Linked DNA regions of Ovis aries: region 2 is linked to region 1. A link is a contact called in public Hi-C data. All regions are on one chromosome and are shown on one strand. Each heading gives the region's core, a stretch centred on a gene start, on an enhancer-like site or on the middle of the called end of the contact. The rest is flanking DNA. Distances are from core to core; before and after follow the strand shown. Region 1 holds the start of REEP3 (receptor accessory protein 3). Region 2 has its middle 180 kb from the start of JMJD1C.

Region 1 (2,947 bases), core at 184-2,683:
TTCAAATAATGCTGAATAATGGCCAAAAATGATTCCAGACAAATGCAAATTTTCATCATTGAGATCCCTGAAATTAATATATACGTTCTTAAAATGCATAAATAAGCAAAAAGAGCCTCAGTTCAGTTCAGTCACATCCAACTCTTTGCAACCCAAGAGTACAAAGCCTACCCAAGAGTAAAAAGGAGTTTCCGATTTCATTCCTTGCATAACAAAAACATTACTAATGTACTGAACCTGGGACTTTAAAAAAACTCAGGATAATCTCCTATTCGTTTTTTATTTTCTCTCAAACAAGTGGCACAATTTTATAAAATGTATTTAGCGTACTTCATGTCACTCTTGGAAGGCCAAGAGGTAAACCGCAGTATTACTGACCTCTTTTTACTACAGGGAAACTGAGGAACAAAAAGAATAAATTACAGTATGGTCACAAAATAAACTATTTCCTAGACCTTTTAATCAAAGGCTTGAAGCCCATGTCTCATCCTTTATTCTTCGTACCATCTGAACACTAGAATTATCTTTTATTACCATCTTAACAGGAAAAAAAAAAAAGATGCGACTAAATTTCAAGATCACTTCCTCGATTCGGTATTGCCACCAAAAATATCAGAGTTTAAATTCTACCTCCTGAAATTAAGATACCTGCAAGGTGCGAGCAATAACCCAACTTCCCAAAAAACAGACAGCTATAAATAGTAAGACAGGTCACGAATCCTAAACCCAACTTTTACTCTGAATATCTGGCAGGTCAGAGGTGTGTTTGTAATACAGGCTTTGCGGATGTTGTGATGGGACGATGTCGTAAGAGGCCCAGAACAGTGGTATCTACACGCTCACTACTGCAAACTTGAAATCCAAGGCTTTCCTCCTCTTCCCCTCCCTGCATTGCACCACAAACCAGGAGACTCCTGACAGGCCTGTACAACGATTCTCCCGACCTCTGCCTGAAAATGCGGTACTTTGATGATGTCCAGGGCCTCGGTGAACAGTGAGAACACCGATGTAGCTAAACGCATCTCCAAATTTCTCCTCTCCAGAATCTAGGGCCTGGTCCAAAAGGATTCCGTCAGACAGAGTTTCCACGACTATCTTGTTTTTCACACAGATATCAACAACCCTCACCCCCAAGTCCCCTTCCTCAGCCTCTCCCCACCCTCTCCCCTCTACGCCTCGTGGACGTTCTGGACAAAGGAGGCAGAGCAGGGAGGGTAGAGCCAAGGAGCCAGGCCGCAAGGCCGTCCGGCGCGGGCAGGGGTCCCGGCAGCCCAGCCCCCGGAGCCGGGCAGCCCAGACTTGGCCTCGGCCAACGCGCCGCCGCCGCCTATCAGCGGAGCGTAGGGGCGGGGCTGGCTGGCTCCGCGGCGGCTCCGCAGGCGGGCGGGGAAGGGTGGGGGGGACCGACCGCCGCGCAGCTCCGGCCGCCGCGCGCAGACACCGGGCCCGGCTCCCGAGGGCGCCAGCGCGGCCCCGGGGAGTGCGAGGAGCCGGAGGGCGCGCGGCCTGCCGTTGGCCGCCTGGTCCGCCACCCTTGGCACCCACCCGCCCCCGACGTGGGGTCCAAGCCCCCGGGAAGATGGTGTCCTGGATCATCTCCAGAGCCGTGGTGTAAGTGTCGCTCACGGCGCCCCTCCGCCCCCACGCGAGGCCCGGGAGGCCGGGGGTGGCGGCAGGGGCCGGGAGGAGAAGGGAAGGCCCGGGCCTGGGCGGGGTGGGCCGGCCCGGCCTCGGGCCTGCCCGGGGTCTGGGAGCCCTCGGCCTCCTCACCCTAGTCCACGTCGCTGCGGGGCTCCCTGCGTCGGCCGAGGGCCCGGCTCCTGCGGTGCGGCCGGACTGCGTGCGGCTCGTCGGCCCTGCTCCCGCGGCGCTGGGTGGGCAGGCGCGCAGGGCAGGCGGCGCGCGCTCCCTGCTCCCTCTCCCCGCGCTGCGCGGCACCGCCCTGCGGGCCCGGGAGCGGCGCGCCTCGCGGCGGCGCCCTGCGCAGGCTCCGCAGAAGCTAAGCGCGGGAGGCTCGGCGATCCTCCTGAGGATTTCGTGGCAGCGCCGAGCCTTTGTATCGTGCGTTGCGGGTCTCCCAGGGCCGCTGATTGCCTCTCGGTCACGTGTGGTAGGAGGAGAGATTTGTCTAAAAATCCGAGACCGCTCCCAGCTCAGATCCCTAGGAAGGGTCTCAGTTGCCCCGAGATTTACAGCTTATCGAGAAAGGAGCTCATTATTGAATGGTGACACTCGCCTGCTCGAACGGATCCCAGAATTTGGCCCTGTCGTGGTGGATATATTTGCAAAGGGATTGAGAGATTACAGATGCTTGTTGCCTTTGTTCAGATTATCCATTCATTTCATTGTGCTTTTACCACTAAGTTACAGGCCCATAAGAAAAAAATTAGTTGAGTTGTGGGGTTTACTCTGTAAAGGTTGGACTACAATTTAAACTGATTTCCTCCAATCCTTCCTGACTTAACCCCCACCTGGAACACGGGAAGTCACGAAGTAAACAGCAGTGACGTAGTTATAGCCAGGGGCCAATGTATTCATTAATCATGATCTCTGTAGGAGTATTATCTCTACCTTTCTGAAATGTTTTCAGGTGGCAGGCCTCTCCGATTAGCTTTATAATGTGGAAAAAAAAGAACATTGCCAGATTGCTCATTTATTTCTCAATCAGAATTAGCTAATTTTTCAGTTGTTTTGTGTTCTGGTTTCTTTGGGGTTTGTTTTGTTTTTTCTTTGAGAGTGAATCAATCGCTTAGTAGCCCTGTTTAACTTTCTTTACAGTAGCATTCAAGATGTGTCATTTGATGGTCTGAATGCAGTTTTTTTCTTCCTCGGTATAGTTTTTAATTTTAAGCTTCAGAGGATTCATCTGTACAAAACTAAAATTCAAGAAATAATACCACACATGTCTTAAGGTTTTGTTTTTTAAGGTTTGTTTTGTTTTGTTTGC
Region 2 (2,947 bases), core at 147-2,646, 180 kb after region 1:
TTGAAACACTGGGTTAACTACTCTGTATCCACTCCAACAGTCATTTGAATCAAAAATCCCCTTAACTGTTAAAGCCAATTTCAGTTAGATTTTCTGCTACCGCTTGAGTCCTAACTGACAGTGAATGGGGAGAGGTCTTATTCCATTCCTAGGAAGTCCCATTTTGATGTAATGTGGATGCCTTTATGGGTCACCATGGTCAGAAAGCGTTTCATAACATCTGGTGGTGTGATTTAGAAAGACTTTCTTGTGGAGGTTTGCTGAGGAAGTGTCCACAGGGAGAGCAGAAGTCTGTGATCTCAGCCTCTCATCCATCAGCTGGGATGTGGAAGGTTTATGTTCTCGACCCAGGGCCCTACTTCCATGTTGCTTTCCAGATAGAGTGAGAGAATGACTTATCAGTGGGGGTACAAACAGATTCAGGGGCACTAAGCAATCTGAGTTAGGTGTTTGGATATTTTCAGCTGTCCAGGAAAGCCAATTTTGCAGCTCTGGATCTTTGAGGCCTGCACGGAGGCCTGTAGTTTACCTGACTAGGGATGGGGAAGAAGCTATCAGTCCTATGAGTTTGGGGCAGTCCATCCCATGGGAGAAGAAGGAGGCCCCTGCTGTAGTTGGTCTGTCTAGGCTGCTTAAAGTAACCTTCCAGAGTTATTTCTAGACAATTTTGCTTGTCACACTTACTAACCTTAACTCCTGACCTAGCCAGTCATTTAAAATCCTTTGCATGCTTTACCAGTCAGTTCAGGGTAAAGTCCAATGAGTTTGTCTTCCAAGACAGTCACCATCTGGCCTAACCTAACTCTTCAGTCTTTTTTTAAAATTTATTTTTGGCTATGCTGGGTCTTTGTTGCTGCTCAGGCTTTCTCTAGCTGCAGTGCATGGGTTTCTCATTGCCTAGGCGCATGGTCTCAGCAGTTGCGGTTCATGGTCTTAGTTGCCCTGTGGCACGCGGGATCTTCCTGTACCAGGTATGGAACCCATGTCCCCAGGACTGGCAGGCAGATTCTTAACCACTGGACCACCAGAGAAGTCCTTCAGTCTTTCTTTTGTCACTTTTACGTTATATCATAAACTCCAAGTGTACCAGACGACCTTCTTCACTCCTAACATTTCCTGTATTATTGCTTCTCTGTGCCGGGAAGACTTGCGCACTATGCCTCTTCCTGGAATGCATATTGCTGTGCAGTCTGCCCATTAAATTTCCTCCTCATCAAAGCTTGCTCATCCTTAAGGTTTCAGCTCAACTACTCCTCTCTCTGGGAAACATTCCCAGATCTTTAATCCACATACCCAGCATAATTAATCATCGCTGCCTTTGCATTCCCACAGCACTCAGCACACACTGTAGCTTATCACCTTGTTAAGCAACATAGCAGTGGCCTCCCCTAGATTATGAGTTTCCTGAGCACCAAGAGTTTGTTCTTATTTGTTCTTATAGCTTAAGCCCTACTGGGCTTCTGTCCCTGGGATGGATCCTGCTGGCCCCACTGTGGGATGCTGCCTTTTATTCTGCCCTTTATTCTCATTAGGGAGCTGCCTTATGGCTAAAGTTTACTAGGTTGTACAGGCCTCTCCCTGGTGATAAGAGAATCTAAAGATCGAGGAGGTGCAGCCTGTTAAAATGTTACAATTTGTAACCAAGCCTGAAGAGGGCTAAACAAGTTTGGAAGGGGACAAAATTAGGAAGAGGTGAAGCTTAATCTTTCGGAAAAACTTCTCACATGGTCAGTGGGACTTGGGAGAATAGCCATTGACACAGACGATGATAATATGATCTAGTGTAGAAAAGGAACACTATAATAATTTTTTTTAAAAAGTAATTATCCCTTTGACTGCGCTGGGTCTTTAGTTGCAACACAAGGGATCTTTAGCTGCAGTATGTGGGATCTAGTTCCCTGACCAGGCATCAAACCCACATCTCCTGCATCCAGAGTGAGAGTCTTAGCCATCAGACCACCAGGGATGTCCCCAGGAACAGTACCATAGTTTTTGAAACAAAGATTTCTCTTTCTGTGACCTTTTCTTGATATGATTGTGTTGATGTTAACTTTATTACTGCAACTGAATCCCAAGGTATCAGGATGTACTCCAAACAGCTGTGAATGTGGCCTTTCACTGATTTGCCCCCACCACTTGGGCATATAGGGGTAAGGCTTCCTGTTTCCACAGTCATGGAGCCTGGGTTGTTCCAGTTAAAGTACTAGTGACAGGCACTTAAATTAGACCACACAGAGTTAAGGAAAATCATTGGCCCTTTCATTTTCATCAGGTCAACACACTTTAAAGGTTTGTAGTTATACACTTTGACCTCTATGGGTTTCTGGAACAACAAAGCACTGTCCAGAATGATAAGACCCAGCAGGTGATGTGGCTTTTCTGTAAGTTTATTCAGTCACCTCAGGACACACCTAAAGGTAGGCTGATGCCAAAGTACACAGGCCACTGGGTGTGAGCCTGCAGGGAGCAGAGACTGGGAGGGCTAATGGAGCCGTTGGCATGGTGACAGACTGCAGGTCTGGTCTGGCCTGCATGACAGCTGCTCGTGTTCCCAGGACCAGAGCCAGCTGGTGGCTCACGGCAGTGGTTTCTGGGTCCTGGCTCCATTCCAAGACCAGCCCAAGCTCCTTAGCCCTGACCTGGCTGTGGCTTTGTTCTGTCTCCAAACTGTGGTTCCGCCCCCTGAGCCAGAAGCCTTTGCTCCCTAAACCATGCCCTTCTCCCAGCCTGACATACAGCCTGCTCTGGGCGGGCCTAGGGGCCAGAGGAAAGGGCCGGGCCTTTGAGGTTAAGCTTGGTCAGTCTAAGAACTTTTATATAGTGGTTTCGCCCTCTCTGAAGTGGACTCAGTGGTACACTTCTGTGGTGCTGCCGGTGCATTGGGCTCCAAGAGCGGGTAGAGATCACAAAGGATGAAGCAAAAACCTGGCGGCATATTCCCCTAACC

Evidence for each region. A called contact is a pair of places that touch in the nucleus more often than the background predicts.
Region 2: a contact with region 1 is called in a Hi-C map of skin fibroblasts, with 1.8 times the contacts expected there. The contact joins the enhancer-like site here to the promoter of REEP3 in region 1. A contact is called at or near these places in 2 of 16 Hi-C or Micro-C datasets (skin fibroblasts and tail adipose tissue).

What each region holds. Positions count from the first base shown.
Region 1 is chr25:18,886,127-18,889,073 of ARS-UI_Ramb_v3.0, forward strand. It overlaps REEP3 (receptor accessory protein 3), which reads left to right and starts at 1,434. Exons shown (of 10, transcript XM_060406503.1): 1 at 1,434-1,611. JMJD1C (jumonji domain containing 1C) reads right to left here and starts at 1,886. Exons shown (of 26, transcript XM_027962302.3): 1 at 1,771-1,886.
Region 2 is chr25:19,068,140-19,071,086 of ARS-UI_Ramb_v3.0, forward strand. No RefSeq gene overlaps it. Among named protein-coding and RNA genes, the nearest start is that of JMJD1C, 180 kb to the left of the region's middle. Within about 2 kb of position 1,397, at least 35 of the 54 cell types and tissues checked have an H3K27ac peak or open chromatin away from gene starts, as enhancers often do.